2 separate regions of the Mus musculus genome follow, and region 1 is linked to region 2. A link is a contact called in public HiChIP or PLAC-seq data. All regions are on one chromosome and are shown on one strand. The core of a region is the stretch at or near the end of the contact, and the rest is flanking DNA. Distances in the headings are between cores, read along the strand shown.

Evidence for each region. HiChIP or PLAC-seq counts read pairs in DNA pulled down with a chosen protein or histone mark.
Region 1: an H3K4me3 HiChIP or PLAC-seq map of embryonic stem cells shows a contact between it and region 2, with 5 read pairs. The contact joins the promoter of Uaca here to the promoter of Neo1 in region 2.

What each region holds. Positions count from the first base shown.
Region 1 is chr9:60,792,615-60,796,298 of GRCm38.p6, forward strand. Uaca (uveal autoantigen with coiled-coil domains and ankyrin repeats) reads left to right here and starts at 1,828. Exons shown (of 19, transcript NM_028283.3): 1 at 1,828-2,078. The coding sequence starts at 1,995.
Region 2 is chr9:59,034,908-59,038,562 of GRCm38.p6, forward strand. It overlaps Neo1 (neogenin), which reads right to left and starts at 1,534. Exons shown (of 28, transcript NM_001042752.1): 1 at 1,059-1,534. The coding sequence starts at 1,221.

The DNA of each region.
Region 1 (3,684 bases), core at 578-3,077, 1.8 Mb after region 2:
TCAAGGCAGAAACTGAAGGCAAAAATCTGGAGGCAGGAACTGAAGCAGAGGCCATGGAGGAACTCTGCTTACTGGCTTGCTTCCAGACTTATATTTTCTACCTTATACAGCTCAGGCTTACCTGCCTAGGTATGACACTGCCCATCATAGGCCAGGCCCTCCCTCGTCAACTAGGAATCAAGAAAATGTCCCACGGACATGGTCACATGCTAAGATGACGGGGGCAGTCCTTCAACTGAGGTTGCCTCTTCCCAGGTGTGTCAGGTTGACAACCAAGATGAGCTATCAGTTAGTCACTTGCTGTGATGGGCAAGGTGAGAACTAGAAACTGGGACAACGGCCATCCGTCCAGGAAGTTTCCCTAGGAGTCCAGCATGAGATAATGCTGGCTTTCTCTGTTAGCAGTGAAGACAGAGGGAACCTGCCCCCACAAACAGCTGGATCACAGTCAGCCAAGTCAGACCAGCTGTGGATCTTCCGGGGGGGGGGGGGCGGGGGCGCAAGATTCCTTAAGTTTAACCAAGAGAAACTTTAGCCATTTTCCCATTCTCTCTCTCTCTCTCTCTCTCTCTCTCTCTCTCTCTCTGTCTGTCTGTCTCTCTCTCTCTGTTACTGACTTTCTGCTGAGGATCAATGGTCTCTGAACACTGTATCTTCAGGAGAGTTCTGAAGACTTCCTCACTTTTACAATAAAGACTAGAGCCACTCTAAGGGAAAGCTTTAGAAAGAACTGCCCTTAGAGACAAAAAGAGCCTTTGTGAGGAGTTCAGGCTGTTTGTCTTTCCATGTGTGTGAGAATTAACATTTTGCCGGGGAAAATCTCACTCCAAGGAAGATTTTTGAAGCCTCCTGTTGACATGACATTAGTAGTTGTTGTTTGACAGACAGTGTTCTTATCCCAGCCTTAAATAGTTTTTCTTGGTTCAGACTTCTGAGTCAGATGAGCTAATGCCTTGTGTACTTATGCCTGTTGTGTCTACAAAAAGAACAAAGCACTTTAAAAACATAATATTTTACATTTTTTGAGAATTTCATATACAATATATTTCAGTTATATTTATCTTCAACTTCTTCCAGTCCCTTTTGGTCAATTTCTTTTCTCACTTTTGGCTACAAGTGAAGTTTTATTGACGATACTCTGTTCCATCTTTTCCTCCACAGCAGTGCACTAACACTTAACCACGGAGGCCAGAAGAGAGCATCACCTCTCCTGGGACTGAGGATAAAGACATTTGGGAGCTGCCACGTAGGTCCTGAGACTCGAATCTCCGTCCTCCACAAGAACAGCCAGTGACCATAACTGCTAAGCTATCTCTCCAGCAGCACTGCGGAAACTGACCCCTAGTCTGTTAACTGTCCATCTGAAAAAGCAGCTCCCTTTTCTTACAGGCTTGTTGTTGGCCTCAGAGATCCCCATGTGTGTGGCGGTTAGACTTGTGGTCCTGGAGTCGTGTGTTCTCATGAAGATCCTGGATGGGAAGTTGCCCCTGCAAGCTGGTTTGTAGGTAGGTAAGCCGGGACCCGATAGGAGGAAGATATGTTTAGCCTATAATGGGCTCGCGAATGGGAAGAAGAGGGGAGCCTGGGGAGATAAGAACCGGTCTAGGCTGGATTTCTCTAACCTTAGACCACCCAAGTGTGCAGGAACCACAGGCCAGAAGCCGGCGCTGTGCCTCCGCTCACTGAGTAGCACAACTCTACACGCTGCATAGCTGAAGTTCCCCAACTTTTCCTCCAGAGGGGAGAGGAAGAGTGTTACGAAGTTTAAAAGGGAAGTCCCGCCCCCTTCCCGGTTTCCGATTGGTCAGAACCGACCCCACCCCAGCCAGGAGACGGGCCCGATTGGCTGCCGGAGGGACCCGGTTGAGCGAGGCCCCCGGGGCCCCAGGTGGCAGGTGGGGCGGGCCCCGCGCGCTCCGGGGCGTCAGCAGCTCCGGCTCTTGCCCTCGCAGCCCGCAATCTGGTGGGAACCCGGACCCTTGAGAGCCGTGGCCATGAAGAGCCTCAAGTCCCGACTGTGGAAGCAGGACGCGCCCGGCCCCACGTCACCCTCATCGCCCACCGCGGTGGCCAGCACGGTGAGCAGCTCCTGAGGCGGGGACCTCGGGGACCCTCTCTGTTGCGTCCCTCACGGCAGATCTGAGATTCGCGGAGAAGTCCTACGTCCCCTTCTCACTTTGACCTTTGCGGAGTACCCTATTCCCACTTGTTTCCTCGGGGGGACCCCCTCTCTGTCTTCCCGTGGTGCCATCCTGCTCTTCGCTTGTCCCATCGCGCTCGGCGCCCGCGATACCGGGGCCAGGTGGCTCCTGTCTTCCACCCGGTGCAGCCGGTGCGGACTCCGGACCCACCAGGCTCCGCGGCTTTCAGCCGTGCCTGAGTTGAGAGAGAGAAGTTATGTGTCCTCCGCTGAGGCTGTCACAGGGGAAGTCTGGTTCTCAGCCAGGCTGGGCGAGAATAGGGATCTCTCGAATGCAGACAAAGCCCCGCTTGTGTTTGACCCTGGAGATGGCGAAGTCGGGAAGGTGATTGTCCTGTTGGCAGAGTAAATCCCAGGTGGGGCAGGTGGGTGCGTAACGTGGGTGCCGAGCTGAAGCCTGGCCTCGGTGTGCGGCGGGAGAGAAGCGGAGTTGTGAGGCTTCTCTGTAAGTTGGCAGAGAGAGCAGAAATCTTGGGAAACATCCTGACTGCAGATGTTGGAACTTGGATAATTTGGCAGGTTAGAATGGCCGTCTCATCAAAATTCTGCTATTAAGGAAGTTCTATTTTAAAAGTCTTGCAGAGTCAAACACAGAGGAAATGGAATGTGCAAATTGCCCGATGTTCGTAATTAAAATGGACTTTTATAATTTTATACAGATTTTAGTTAGGGGTTATATGCTTTCTATGAGAATACAAATTCATTTGTGCCTGGTTTTGAATTTATTCAGATCGGTGTCTTTCTGAAGGATTACCTTTAGTAGTAGTTTAGTTGGCCTTCAAGGAAACTGGCGAAACTAGACTTAAAAAAAATAAGTAGAGCCGGGCGTAGTGGCGCACGCCTTTAATCCCAGCACTGGGGAGGCAGAGGCAGGCGGATTTCTGAGTTCGAGTCCAGCCTGGTCTACAGAGTGAGTTCCAGGACAGCCAGGGCTATACAGAGAAACCCTGTCTCGACAAAAACAAAAACAAAAAAGTTGAAAAAATGATTTGGAGTCTGGGTGTGGTGATGCTTGTCTGTAATCCCAGCATTTGGGTGGCAGAGGCAGAAGGATCACGAATTCAAGGCCAGTCTGGGCTATGTAGGGAGTTGGAGTCCAGTCTGGGTTATATGAAAGCGTGACTCAAAACCAGGCAAACAAACAAACAAACAAAGTGGGATTGTGTGGGGCAGAGAAAGAAATGACAGTAGATTCGGACAGCAGGCTTGCTCTTTGATGTTTGACCACGCCTGAATTTGTTTGGTAAAGTCATGGGGAAAAGGTTTTCTTTTGCTTGGCTTAAAAAAAAATATTTGTCAGAAAAACATAGTGTTTTGGGGTAGCCATGGTTACAGATCAGCATCTTCCCCATTCCCTAGCAGAAGATCTGCCTTTCTCCAGACTTGCAGCTGAATTTCTCCTGGAGGAAGCCCTGAGGTTGTAGCTGCTGCTGCTGCTGCTGCTGGATTCAGTATGCGCCGCGTTGGCTTGACACGCATGAGTC
Region 2 (3,655 bases), core at 284-2,783:
TCTCCACAAAGTGAGTGAAAGTTTCTTCAAGTTATATGGCACACCACCTTAGGTAAACGAGGTTAGCAAAGCACATGTCAATTTGCTCTTCAAGAGCCGAGTGAACCCTGCTCAACTATCAGAGGCTTGGCGATGTGTCAATTGGCACCCTTAAATATGTAAGAATGCTGGTGACTCCAGGAATGCATGAAACACACAGAAAAAAAAAAGATGCTGAATATATATACACATATATGTGTATATATGTGTATGTGTGTGTGTGTGTGTGTATACACACACATATACATATATAGTCACATAGAGACAATTAGACAAATCCTTAAAAATCCGATGTCTGAAATTTTTCAGAAGTTGAGAGTGGGTTACATAGAAATATAGTTAAATCCCTAGTAAAGAGGCACTACTTCACAGAATCACTTGGAGCCGCTCTCCAAGGCGTCCACAAGGCTAAGTCAACACCACTGATCTGATCATGAAGGGGCTAGTATGCCCCTTAGCACCCCCTCTCCTGAAGACCCAGGCTCCAATCACTGAGCGAAGAGTCCCTCGAGATCCGACAGCGCTTCCCTGGACTTCAGAAGCTGGGCAACCCATGGCCGAGGGGGATGGAGGGTGAAGAGAATGAATTCAAGCCCCCTCCTCCATCCCTTCCTGAAAATTAATGAATTGGCTGTACGATTGTTTATCTAATGAGGTGTGTAGTGGCCTCTACTGGTGCTTGTGTGAGCACAAGAATGTCCCACTCTTACAAGTGGGATGAGCCTGGGGGAGGGGAAAGAGGCGAGGGGTGAACCTGCCTCCCGGTACAAAGCGCAGAACTGGACCCCAGAGCTCCGGCCCGGATCCCGGAGGCGCCCCTCCCCCGGTAGGAACCCCTCCTGCCTGCTCCGCTTTCCACCACGCGAGACCCTTTTCTCTCCAGCAACGGGAGCCGAGGAGGAAAAGTTCCCGCACGTTCCCCTCTGGATCCTAAACAACAACAAAAACCCACCGCAGCGGCCACGGGAGCCGGTGCCGCGCCCCAGCCCCCACGGCGTCCCGGGCCCGGCCCGACTTACCTGCGGACTGCGGCGGGGAGCCGCTCTTCGTGGCCGCGGCGCCGGACGCCGGGCGTCCGAGCAGCAGCAGCAGCGGCAGCAACAGCAGCAGCGGCGGTGGCGGACAGCAGCGCCGGGAGGAGGAGGTGCAGAGGAGTCGCCCGGCTTCGCGCTCCGCCGCCATCTCTACCCCACGAGTGGCGGCGGCGGCGGCGGCGATAGCGCCGCGGAGCGCTCGCGCCCTTCCCTCAGCGCGCCTCAGCCGGTCTCTGCGCCGCAGGGCTCGGCTCCAGCCCGGCCCGGCCCGGCCCGCGCGGCCCCCTCGCGCGCCCAGGGGGAAAGACTCCGGGCGCCTCCCTCCTGCAGCGGGGCGGGGAGGAGAGCAGAGGAGAATCAGTACATTCCGGCCGAGAGCCGGGGGGTGGCTCGGTCTCTCCAGGTTCCAGGCGCCGCCACCCGCCGCCGACTCGGGCTCCTCACGGTAGAGCGAGGGGGGCGGAGACCGCGGGGTGGGGGGCGGGCGCCGGAGCGCGCCGTGCCGCGCACGCTCACAGCCGCGCACGCGCGCCTCCCTCCCCACGAGCACCCTCTTCGCGCCCCGCGGCCTGCCGGGCTCCAATCCCGGCGGTCGCTTCGCGGGCAGCCGCGGCGGTGGAGCCGAGCTGGCGCAGGGGCAGGCGGCGGGCCCGCTCCCCTCCCCCCTCTGGCTCTCGGGAGACGGGCACGGGCGCGGGGCGCGCGCGCCGGGCTCTGCTGCTGCTGCTGGCGTCAGGGAAACCCCGGAGAAGCGATCCGCCTCCTTCGCCTCCCGCCTCCCGCTCCTAACCCGCGGGAGAGATTTCCCCTCACCTCCGCGGACCGCTTCAAAGGCTACGGAGACCTGAGGCAGAGCCGCACGGACTCCGGAGCTGCTCACGGAGGCCGCGAGCCTGCGCGCACCTCTCTGCCCCGGGCCTCTATATAGGGCCTCAGAGGAAACCGAATGGCCTCCGGGAGGAAACCTGGGTTCGCAGAGGGTCGGCGCACGGATTTATGTGCTCGCCAAAAACAATAGCAGGCCGCCCGGCTCTTGCTGGGGACCTGGCGCGGTTCCCGTGGGAGGGGGCCGATCGCACTGCGCCGACCTCTGGCTTCCTCTCGGGCGGTACCCGACCCGCCGGGACCGTGGTGCCCCGCGTCCCCACTGAGACACTCGGCTCCGGCTCAGACAAAGGTGCGGGGAGTCCACTCCATCGCGTGCCCAGGCCAGGACCCAACCCCGTGACTCAATCTCCCCGGGGCTAATTCTCTGCAGTCACTGCAGCCTTTTACCTAGGCCCTGGATGGTCACTTTGCAGTTTTGTACTTGAGATCCAAAGTGTCTCTCGACAGTAAACGCGGAGCACGCGGGAATTGGTTTTTCAACCTCCTGGTACTACTGAGGATCGAGCTACCCAAAGTTAGGAGAAAACAGTCTGTAGTCTGCTGGCGAGAGTGCCCATACTGTTCTACCCTGGTTCTTCACTTAGTCATGTTGGGTTGTTGATAGGAGTTGGATTTTTATTTGCCCTTCTGCGTATAGTCAATATCCAAGATGTGTCCAGCAAAAAAAGACATTTCTTTTTCTAACACACACCATGCCTTCTCTAGTCACTTGCTATTTTATCTTATTTTATTCCAAAGTTCCAAAATAAGGCATGGATTGACGTGGGGAATGAAGAGCTCAGAAACCTCATTAAAACAGTGAAATTAGGAGCCCTCCCTTCCCCTGGCTCTTTGAAACAATTGGTTTAAAAGAGCAAACACTCGCTTATTGTTTTCCACTAGGGAAACCATTTAAATATCTTGTTTTGGTTAGAGTTATTAACCAGAAAAAATATTTCCTAAATACCCCTGATGACCTGTTAAATTAGAAATAGATTACCTCCCAATTACTTCACAAGTATTTGCTTAATTAACCTTTAATAATCACATCGTTATTCAGTTTTCTGAGATAATTGATGAGAGAAGCTCTTTGGAAACTATAAATTGCCTTGCAAATGTTAATTTTGGACTATCTAAGACAGAGGGACTTTTTCATTATATTAAAATTATGTATAATGTGACTTACAAAATGAAGCTTACATTTATCTCCAATCTTGAAAAAAATAAGAGTTATAGCTAATAAAATAGCACACTGGTTTTCATGTATGACTTCTGTGAACCATCTCATTAATTTATCAGCCTACTGTATATATTGAGCTTATATTAAAAAGTTTAAAGCACTTTCTGTAAAATAGAATGACTAAATCATATATTTCTGACTTGTGATTAAATCGAAATTTTCATAAAAGCCACTCTATAATAAACCACTAATAGATGAGCTGCGGACTAAAAAAAAAGGTGCAGATTCTAAATCAATTGACGAGTTAGACTATAAAGTAACGCAGGCTCATACTTCAGATCCTTCACTTCACTTCAATGTTAATGTCCTCGTTGACAGCGCTTTCATAGAATCATTCTGAGTGATTATCCTGCCCTTTGTTTAGTAAGACATCTGAGAAAAGGGTCTTCACCTCTTTAACAAAATTTTCAACAAATACCTAAGTCCACATCTATGCTTCTTAGCAAAATATTTTTATGAAAGTCTAAGCTATAAA